Regions from separate parts of the Mustela erminea genome. Here region 2 is linked to region 1. The links are chromatin contacts, called in public Hi-C maps. All regions are on one chromosome and are shown on one strand. The core of a region is the stretch at or near the end of the contact, and the rest is flanking DNA. Distances in the headings are between cores, read along the strand shown. Region 1 holds the start of INTS4 (integrator complex subunit 4). Region 2 holds the start of RSF1 (remodeling and spacing factor 1).

Region 1 (5,397 bases), core at 267-2,766:
TGTTGACTCATTCCAAAAGTTCAAGAAAACGAATTTCACATAAAATGAAGCAACAAAAAAGTGCCAAGTTTAAATCTCAAAGTTATATTTAAGGGGGAAAAAAAAAGCAATCTTCCCTACAGTCAGTGGAATATGCTATAAAAATGTGTCCACAAAACAGAAATGATAAGTAATAAGATAAGTGAAAACTTGTCAATACAATAATCTCTCTGTATTATAATCACCGGTATGCTTTTCTGTCTCTCCCACTAGGCTGTGAGCTCCTAAAGGACAAGGACCCTAAAGTGTATTGGACTTTGTAGCTCAACACCTTTCACTATACCTAATACATAGTAACCACTCAACAAACTCTTGCTTAAGGGATGAATGAAATACCTAAGAAGTTTCCTGCTGGATGGTCTAAATCCTGCTACACTAGACGTCTGAGGACCTAGGGGTACTCTAGGGATCTAAGGATGCTTTTGACCTACTAGAATCAATTGGGGGCTTGTCAGAAATGCAAATTATTGCCTCCACCTCTCCCACCCCACTGAGTATAATCTACATTATACCAAGATCGCCAGGTGATTTGCATAAAAAGTCTAAGAAGCGACACAGGAGATAACTTGGGATCAACCTCTATTTTATAAAGAAACATCTATGAGGAGACACATGGAGAGTCACTGCTCTAACAGGGGCTCGGACCACCTGTCCTTAACTCCAAAGGAGGGAAATAACTGCTCTCCTTCCTACGTAAGCTGTTCCACAAATGGAAACTTCTGCCCCTATACAGCCTGGAACCCTCACCTGCTTTAGCTGGGTCTTGAGGATTTCTACAGACTCTACCTCCAACCCCTTAGAGTTCTGCATACAACCAATGTGTCCCCGGGCGCTTTTGGGTGGGGGGGGAACAGGAGGTGGGAGGAGCTCCACCAGAATTTGACTCTGAATCCTCCCATCCCTCCAGAAGCTTTTGAGCCACATCTGTAGAACTTAGTGCTAACGTAACCAGAATAAACTGAGATAACGGATAAGACATCTTCATACATTGTAAAGAGCTTTCTATTCTAATAACTTTATTAAGTGTCAGACTGCACATATTAAAAATGACAACAGCAGCTGCAAACGAACACGCCCACTTAAGTGTAGTTTCGGAGAGCCTATCAAAGTAGTCGGCACTCAACCCAGGTTTGCGGCGCCTGTTTTGGCAAAGTGTCTGGAGCGTGGATAACCTTCCCCTCCCCGAACTAGTCCTAGGACCCTTCCTTCCATCAATTACCTGAACCACTTTAGTGAATTCCTCGTACACCCGCTTCTTTAGGTGCGCCGCCATGACTGCCCGCGTACCCTCTCAGCTTCCGTACTCGACCAGGGAGGCGGTGGGGGAGGAATCCGGAAAACTTGCCCGGGCCTGAGGAACTCGCCACTATCCCACAAGGCAGTGGAGTTCCGAGAAAGAGAGGCCGCTTCCTGCTGCTCCACTGCCCTTGACGCGGTGCAGCAGAATTTGTCCTCCTACGCCTTGTGCGTCGGCGGAACGAAAATGAGGGCGCAGAGCGAGGGGGCGGGGCCTCTAGCAGGAGGTGACTGGACTGAAGAAGCAGATGAGCCAATGGCAGCCTTCGGGGGTTCGCTGGTGGACTCAGAGTGGTCGGGAGCCTAGCATCGGAGCTGAGCGAAGGGAGGGCAAAGGTCAGAGGTGGGACGAGCCAGAGCTAGAGGCAAAACCCGGAGCAGCGGGAGGCGTTTCGGAGGAGAGACGAGCGGGAGCGGGGCCGCCGGCATTTTCGTCGTCTTTGGCTGTTCCCCTTTGCTGCTTGTAGCGTTTTTGAGCTCTCTGTAAGGTTTAGCTGTGTGACACCCCTCGCCTGCCATGGGATTCTTTTTCCTGCTGTCTCATTCCAGTTGTTTGAAATCCATTTATTTTTAAGGAATCAGCCCTCCCTCACCCGCACCCCCATAGCTACGGGAGAGAGGAAAGAGCCCTGAGGTCAAGGGTCAGGCACCCAACTTTCAGACTTTGATTGGCACTTAATGAACAGAGTGCCTCCGCCAGCTGACCTGACTGAGGTGTGGTGACATTGGAAGGGAATGATGGAGAAACATTTGGCAGACGGAAGTGGGTTAGTCGTGTTGGTGAAACCCGCGGTCGGGTTTTTACTTCATGAAGCTTTAGCTGTTCATTGTTAAGGTCTTTCAGAAGCGCAGACGCGGGATACCGTGGCAGGTGCAGAACACCTCAACACCCAGAAAAACGGTCTTCACCCTAAAGCCCTACAGTGTAACTGGGAAGAGAGACGCCCAAACATAATCAGAGCTCAAGTGTCCTTGGATAACAGGAATGCGAGTCACAGAACTACTGACTTCCTCAGGATTGGGGGGTGGGGGTGCAGAATAATGACCCCAAAATGTGCCATTTTGGTGTGGGGAGTATTTATAGCTGAAGACAGTCGGGGCACAACAGGCTCAGAAGAGCTGTTCACCTTCCGCGTAACTTCCTGAAAGAATTTAGAGGGCCTGTTGCCTGAGAACGCTAATACCAAAGGTAATGTTTTATCAACACCTAATCTGGAGTCCGGCAAACGTTCGTTCACCAAACATTTGCTCTTACCTTTCTGTGAATTGTCTTTCTCCACTTTCGGAAGAGGCACACCTCTTCCTCTTTTCCCGAGCTCAGGGTGGCGTAGAAGCCTCAAGTGCCTGTCTTTGGGCCTCATGACTTCGGGGCTCCTGTACCTAATGAAATGGTTTTTGTTTTTTTTTTCCCCCTCTTGTTCTGTCTTCTAATTATTAGACCAGCCAGAGAGACTAGAAGGGAAGAAAAGTTTTCCATCCCTGCAGTGCCTCATAGAAGTATTGAAGAAACGATTTTTGCTCTAGCTTTAAAAATAGTGATTTTTGGGGCGCCTGGGTGGCTCAAGTGGGTTAAAGCCGCTGCCTTCAACTCAGGTCATGATCTCACCGTCTTGGGATCGAGCCACGCATTGGGCTCCCTTCTCACTGGGGAGCCTGCTTCCTCCTCTCTCTTTGCCTGCCTCTCTGCCTATTTGTGATCTGTCAAATAAATAAAGTCTTTTTTAAAAAAGCTCGGGTCGTGATCTCAGGGTCCTGGGATCGAGTTCCGCGTCGGGCTCTCTGCTCAGCGGGGAGCCTGCTTCCTTCTCTCTCTCTCTGCCTGCCTCTCAGTGTACCTGTGATTTCTCTCTGTCAAATAAATAAATAAAATCTTTTAAAAAAAAAAGATTTTAAAAAAAATAGTGATTTTTAAAAATACATATTTTGAGAGAGAGCTAGAGTTGGGGCAGGGGGGTAACTGGAGGAGGGCCAGAGGAAGAGGGAGAGAATCCCAAGCACTCTCCATGTCAGACACCTGGCTTGATCTCAAGACTCTGAGATCATGACCTGAACAGAAATCAAGTCCCCTGGGGCGCCTGGGTGGCTCAGTGGATTAAGGCCTTTGTCTTCAGCTCAGGTCATGATCCCAGATCGAGCCCCGCATCGGGCTCTCTGCTCAGTGAGGAGCCTGCTTCCTCCTTTCTCCTCTCTCTCCGCCTGCCTCTCTGCCTACTTGTGATCTCTGTCTGTCAAATAAATAAATAAAATCTTAAAAAAAAAAAAGAAAGAAATCAAGTCCCATGCTCAACAGACTGATCCACCCCAGTGCCCCCCAAATAGTGAGTTTTCCAGAAAGAAAGAAAGTCATCCCAGATCACAGAGACTACCACATGTACAAATGTGTCAGGTGAAATAAAAAGCACTTAGAAACTGTGCCTTTAGTAAATATTAGCAGCTACTATCATTACCATATTCTATCAAATCTAAGCTGCAATTGTGAAACAAACCATTATTTTATGTGACATATATAAAAATTAAGAAAACAGTTAAGAAATTAGAATTGGGGCACCTGGGTGGCTCAGTGGGTTAAAGCCTCTGCTCAGGTCATGATTCAGGATTCTGGGATCGAGCCCCAAATCGGGCTCTCTGCTCAGTGGGGAGCCTGCTTCTCCCCCTCTCTCTGTTTGCCTCTCTTCCTACTTGTGATCTCTCTCTCTGTCAAATAAATTAAAAATCTTTAAAAATTAAAAAAAAAACTCACTTTAAAAAAAAGAAATTAGGAGAATTGAGAAATTAAGAATTAAGAAAAAAAACCCCTAAAATTAAAACCAGTGGTTTCTTATTGCTTAGATTTGTTATGTATATTTACTGAAGGAGCTCTTTTAAACTGACTTACACATATTTATATCCTTTGTCATACACGGCTGTATTTCCCTGCCTCTCTGTGCACATTAAAACTTTTCATTTCAATGCTAATTACAGGGTAATCTCTTCGAAGAGTCATTAAATGGCAATCAAAGACAACAGATGTAGAGCTCAAAGGAAGTGATGGTGACATGAACTGCTATGACCCAGTCTACACATGAACAGTTGGCCAACAGCAATCTTAAGATGTATCCTGATTTCAGAGATGTTGAATGTGCATCTAAGCATCAATTATAAAAAGTACTAATATAGTTATTGTTACATATGGCTGCAGGGAGGAGTTTGGTACACTTAGAAAATGAAAGAAAATTCATGGGGCGCCTGGGTCGCTCAGTTGGTTAAGCACCTGCCTTTGGCTTAGGTTGTGATCGCAGGGTCCTGGGATCTTGCCCCAAGTTGGGCTCCTGCTAAGTGGGGAGTCTGCTTGCCCCTCTCCCTCAGCCCCCCTCACCCTGTCTGTGCTATCCCACACATGGTCTCTCTCAAATTTTTAAAAATGAAAGAAAATTCAGTTTATATTGAAAGTAAACTGCATACAGGGAGAAACTAGGGCTGGACCGGTATACAAACAAGAGTATTCTGCGTTCTTTAATGTTCAAATAAAAAGCTGTCTTAATTGGATTGGTGATATTTTCATTTGACCTTCATTATTGCACTTGGAGATAGAATGAAGCACCCCAGTGAATCCCTTGAGCTTCAAACAGAGTCTTCCTTGTCCCAATTGTATAGCAGCAACCCAATTAGAAATTGGGGTTACTCACTCAGACTGGTATAATAACCCCTTCTCTGCCTGTTGGCTCAGCAAAAAGAGCTCCAAATGACCAGGGGTCAGTCTCATTAGTGCTATAATGTAATGGAACAAAGACAGTGTTCTTAGTGGAACTGTCCCTCCCTTGGGGACTAAATACTCCAAACCCTCTGAACACAAGAACTCATAAGTGAATTATTAGGTGTAAAAGTGACAAGAACCAGTCTTACCTCTTCTCCCTAGTCCCCAGACCTCTGTAGTCTAACTGTGGGAACAATGGTGCTATATTTTACCTATTGCCATAAGGTATATACCACAGATCTGTAAAACAGCACCCAGGGGGCGCCAGGGTGGCTCAGTGGGTTAAAGCCTCTGCCTTGACTTAGGTCCGGCTTAGGATCAAGCCCCGC
Region 2 (4,995 bases), core at 574-3,073, 160 kb before region 1:
CAATACCCAGTCTACTTTAGCAACCTAATACGGGCCAAAAACAAAACAAAACCATCTATTTGGAAAACGTCTCTTCTCCAGCCAAGAGCTGTTCCCATATAAAGGCAATGCTCAGAACACAGGGGGGGAAAAAAAAAAAGAAAAGAAAAGAAAGAAACAAAACAACAAAAAAAACCTCCTCTGAAGGAAGAAATATGCCAGGACAACGAGAGACATGGATCGGGAATAAATAAGGCGTGAGTGTACGCGATCAGTGTAAAGGCTGGAGGCAGCAGGCACAGCGCTGAGATGCTCCAGCGAAAGAACCAGCAGCAGCAGCAGCAGCAGGAAGTTTCAATGGGGCCGGGCAGAGCATGCGCCCTGCACCCGCGCGGTGGCCTTATGTGGAAGGAGCACCACTTGCGAACACCAATAATAGACCAGCAGCACCAGAGAGAGAAACATGAGCAACAAGCACCTTCTTCAACTGTTTCCCCCTCCGTCTGAGCCCCTCCTCCAGCCTACATACTAACCACCCCACCCCACCCTGCAAATGGGAGGGCGACTTCTTCCCCTAAGCCCTGCTGCCAAGATGAAGGGGGAAGGGATTAGGAAAGTGGGGAGATGCTTTTCTATTATTTGGGGGGAGGTGGGGAGAGGGAGGAGGAAAACTATGGGGGAGGAAAAATTAACCCACTACCCTCCAAACTGGAGAAGCTGAACCGACTTCGACCCCCAAAGCGAGAATGGAGGAGGACCCCCCTCCCATGGGGGAGGAGCAAACCTCCCTACTCTGAGGAAGGAGTTTTGGGGGTTAAACCAGCCCTCAAGGGGAAGGGAAGAGAGACGAGAGCGACTCTCTCGGGGGAGTTCCCACTAGAGGGAGGGAGAGCTGAAGTGTCCGCTGGCCCCCGCCCACCCAGGTGGAGGGAGAGAAAGGGGCGCCCCGAGAAGATGAGCCCAGCCTCCCCCGAGATGGTGGGGAGGATGGTGGGAGGAGGGGAAGGAGCAAGGGAGGGGAGGAGGAGAAAAGCGCAAAGCTGGCCGGAACCTGCGCTCCCCTTCCCCCGCCACCCAGGGGGAGAAGGGGTGGAGGACCGGCCACTGCCGCGGGAGAAGAGTCCCAGGGGCCGCCGACCAGCACAATGACCACTCCACGCCCCCAGCCCACACCTAGCCTGCGACGCCCCCACCTCCGCTCCGCGCCAGGCCCAGTGGCCCTAGGGGGTCTCTGCCCCGCCTCCCCACTGCCCAAGACCCTGGGGGCTGGGCGGAGAAGCCGGGCCGGGCGGAGCTGCGTCCCAGGGGGAGGACAGAGCCGCTAAGGCCCGGGAGGTCCGTGGAGAGAGGAGAGAAGGAGCGTGCCAGGGCCGCTTCCCGCCGGGCGTTCGGGCCCCTTGCTTACCTTCTCCACTGCCGACGTCCGGCGGCGGCGCCTGCAGCACTCGCTCTAGCTCGGGAAACGGCAACTCAGGCAGGTCGAGCAGCGGCCCGTAGCGCTCCAGGAAAGAGCAGACAACGGCGAAGTTGGGGCACGAACCGGGGCAGCCCGGAGGAGCCATCGCGGCCGCCGCTGCTGCCGCCGCCGCCATTTTGAACTGGAGGATGGAGGAGGAGGCGATGGGGGGGTGGAGGGAGTTGGGCTCCGAGGAATGGCAGGGTAGCCTTACGGACAACAGGAGGCGCTAGTGAGCGGGCTCCCCTGTGGTTCCGAGCGTCTCCGGCAAGGCGCCGCGATCCCACAATACAACGGCTGCTCGGAGCAGTAGAGAACCGAGTCAGACCGGGGAAAGAGAGGCGCTCTATGCCTTTCACTTTCCGCCCTCTTTCCGCACCCCCCTGTCCCTCCCTTTACTTCGCCCCTCCCACTTTGGGTTTGCCACTGCCTCGTGTGACAGGGGGAATGAAAACAAGGGAAGCGGGGCAGGGAGGAGGACTGGAAGCTGAAGAGGCGGGACTTTTTCGAGTGGTGGCCAATAGGTTTGGAGGGGGCGGGGCTTCAGACTGGCTGAAAGGCGCTTTCAGGGCGGGGCGAGTGGAGGGAGCGCCTAGCTAGAGGGCCCGAGCTAACCAAGGTGAGAGGTAAAGCGCGGAGCCGCTTGGGATAGCAACTCTCCTGAAGAGAGGACGTTGGGTAAGTTTTGGGGGAGCTCCGGGAACTGAAACCCGGCCACCAGGTGGTGGGGGAAGTTGGAGAGCGTGAATTAGAAGCAGAAAAAGGGAAGAATAGGAAAAAAAAGCATGATTCTGGGAGAAGTTTGGAAAGGGAAAGGTAGAGAAGTGCCCTTACTTAGGGGTTGGGATGGGACCTTTGTAGGGAGAAGTGCCTGCGAAGCTTTGTGAGGGGTATTGCTATCTTCTGGGTACAAGAATCTCAGCTGTGCTGGAAAACAGAGTCTGAGGACTCTGGGGAGCGAGAGCCAGAGGGAACGACTCTGCTAGTATCACCTGTCTGAGGAGTTGGGGCCCTGGTAGAAGATCTTGGTCTGAAGGGACCAACTCTTCAGGCCGACCAAGGTATAAAGGTACAGGTCCTGCTATGGTTGCCAAGGTGGGAGGGGAAGGGACTCTTGAGGCACGAGGATCTCATGGGACGAGACTTTTTAGGGGGACCAGGGTCAGAGGGTGGGCTAGGACTCCACTAAAAGAACTGACAGGATAAGCGACTTGGTGGAAGAGTAAAACTATTGTTAGAAGACAGGGTTCGACTTCGTTGGGGCCAGAAGTGAGCACCACAAAGGATCTCAGAAAACCATCAGTCATGCAAAGTAGAATGCGCAACTTGGGATTCAAGGTGCACTATGGTTAGAAGTCTGAGCTTTGGAAGTCAGCCTTAGGTGGGTCCTGACAAAACTGCTTCAGGGGGCGCCTGGGTGGCTCAGTGGGTTAAAGCCTCTGCCTTAAGCTCAGGTCATGATCCCACGGTCCTGGGATCGAGCCCCCACATCGGGCTCTCTGCTCCTTGGGGAGCCTGCTTCCTCCTCTCTCTGCCTGCCTCTCTGCCTACTTGTGATCTCTGTCAAATAAATAAAATCTTAAAAAAAAAAAAAGTGCTTCAGGCCATTGCAGAAGATTCTTCATTTCTTGGAAACTCTGTGAAGTGGGGGTGATACCAGTACTTACATCATAGAGTTTTACTAGCTATTCCGGGTAATTGATTAGCACAATGCCCAGGCACATTCACTGCAACTATTTTTAAAACGTTAGTTGCTATTACTGAATAAAAGAATTTCTGAAATTTAGATTGAATTCGCCTATGATTTATATAATCTATTACTTTGAACCAGAATTTTCTTTTTTTTTTAAAGATTTTATTTATTTATTTGACTGATAGAGATCACAAGTAGGCAGAGAGATTGGGGGGGAGGGGGTGTGGGGGGGTGGGAAGCAGGCTCCCTACCGATCAGAGAGCCGATGTGGCCCTATCCCAGGACCCTGAGATCATGACCCCAGCCCTAGGCAGAGGCTTTAACCCACTGAGCCACCCAGGTGCCCCTGAGCCAGAATTTTCATTGTGCATTTTAAACTTACATAGTACTGGGGAGCCTAGGTGGTTCAGTCAGTTAAGCATCCCACTCTTGATATCAGCTCAAGTCTGATCTCAGGGTCCAGAGTTCAAGCCTATCCTTGGGCCCCATGCTGGGCTTGAAAACTACTACTAAAAAAAAAAAAAAAAAGTTAAGGGGCTCCTGGGTGGCTCAGTTAAGCGCCTGCCTTCAGCTCAGGTCAAGATCTTGGGGTCCTGGAATGGAGCTGGCTCCTGGTGCTTCTCCCTCTGCTCCTCCCCCTACTTGTGCTCTCTTTCTCTCTCCCCCTCTCTCTCTCTGTCAAATAAATAAATTAAATCTTAAAAAAAAAAAAAAATTTAGGGGCACCTGGGTGCCTCAGTGTGTTAAGCTGCTGCCTTCGGCTCAGGTCGTGATCTCAGGGTTCTGGGATCGAGTCCCGCATCGGAATCTCTGCTCAGCAGGGAGCCTGCTTCCCTCTCTCTCTCTCTCTGCCTGCCTCTCCATCCACTTGTGATCTCTCTCTATCAAATAAATAAATAAAATCTTTAAAAAAAAATTTTAAAGGGAAGCCTGGGTGGCTCAAGTCATTAAGCATCTGCCTTTAGCTCAGGTCATGATCCGAGTGTATTGAGATCCAACCCTGCATTGGGCCCCCTGCTCAGCAGGAAGCCTGCTTCTCCCTCTGCCACTCCCCCTGCTTGTGTTCCGTCTATCACTGTGTCTCCCTCTGTCAAATAAATAAATAAAATCTTTAAAAAAAATTTTTACACTAAAATTTTTAAAAAATTTTTTTAACTTTTAAAATTTTTAAAAAATATTTTAAAAAATTTTTAAACTACTTAAAAAGAATTTGAAACAAGGTATGATATAAACCATGTAAAATCAGAAAATTTGTGATTATCAAATGTAAAATATAGTATAGGCAAATAACTATATTTGGAACAGAGAAAATGCTTACAATTATTGAATTTTGTTCTCTATTTCAGGAAAGAAACATAATGGTCCACATCATTCTTGTTAGCTAAAGAAAAAAATAATCATTTTTATTAAGAGAGAAAAAAATCTAAAGGTGCCTGGGTGGCTCAGTTGGTTAAACCTCCAATTCTTGATTTCAGGGTCATTGTAATTGAGTCCCCTTTTGGGCTCTGTACTGAACCTGGAGCCTGCTTAGGATTCTCTTGCGCCTTCGCCCTCTGCCCCACCCTGCTCAGGTGTGCGCTCTTTCTCTGTCTCTCTCTCTCAAAATAGAAATTTTAGAAAAGAGAAAGAATCCATATCGTGAGTGGAATTTATAACCTACAATACTGACTCCTAATCCTGAGTAATATACAAACTTTTTTATTTTTTAAAAGATTTTATTTATTTATTTGGCACAGAGAGAGAGCACACATGGGAGCACAAGAAGGGGGAGTGGCAGAGGGAGAGGGAGAAGCAGATTCCCCGCTGAGCAGGGATCCAGACAAGGGGCTCAATCCCAGAACTCAGAGATCATGCATGACCTGAGCCA

Evidence for each region. A called contact is a pair of places that touch in the nucleus more often than the background predicts.
Region 2: a contact with region 1 is called in a Hi-C map of spleen, with 4 times the contacts expected there. The contact joins the promoter of RSF1 here to the promoter of INTS4 in region 1. A contact is called at or near these places in 2 of 3 Hi-C or Micro-C datasets (skeletal muscle and spleen).

Annotation. Positions count from the first base shown.
Region 1 is chr9:52,189,675-52,195,071 of mMusErm1.Pri, reverse strand. INTS4 (integrator complex subunit 4) reads right to left here and starts at 1,516. Exons shown (of 24, transcript XM_032358043.1): 1 at 1,259-1,516. The coding sequence starts at 1,312.
Region 2 is chr9:52,350,979-52,355,973 of mMusErm1.Pri, reverse strand. RSF1 (remodeling and spacing factor 1) reads right to left here and starts at 1,823. Exons shown (of 16, transcript XM_032358042.1): 1 at 1,385-1,823. The coding sequence starts at 1,571. It overlaps AAMDC (mth938 domain-containing protein), which reads left to right and starts at 1,998. Exons shown (of 4, transcript XM_032358051.1): 1 at 1,998-2,113.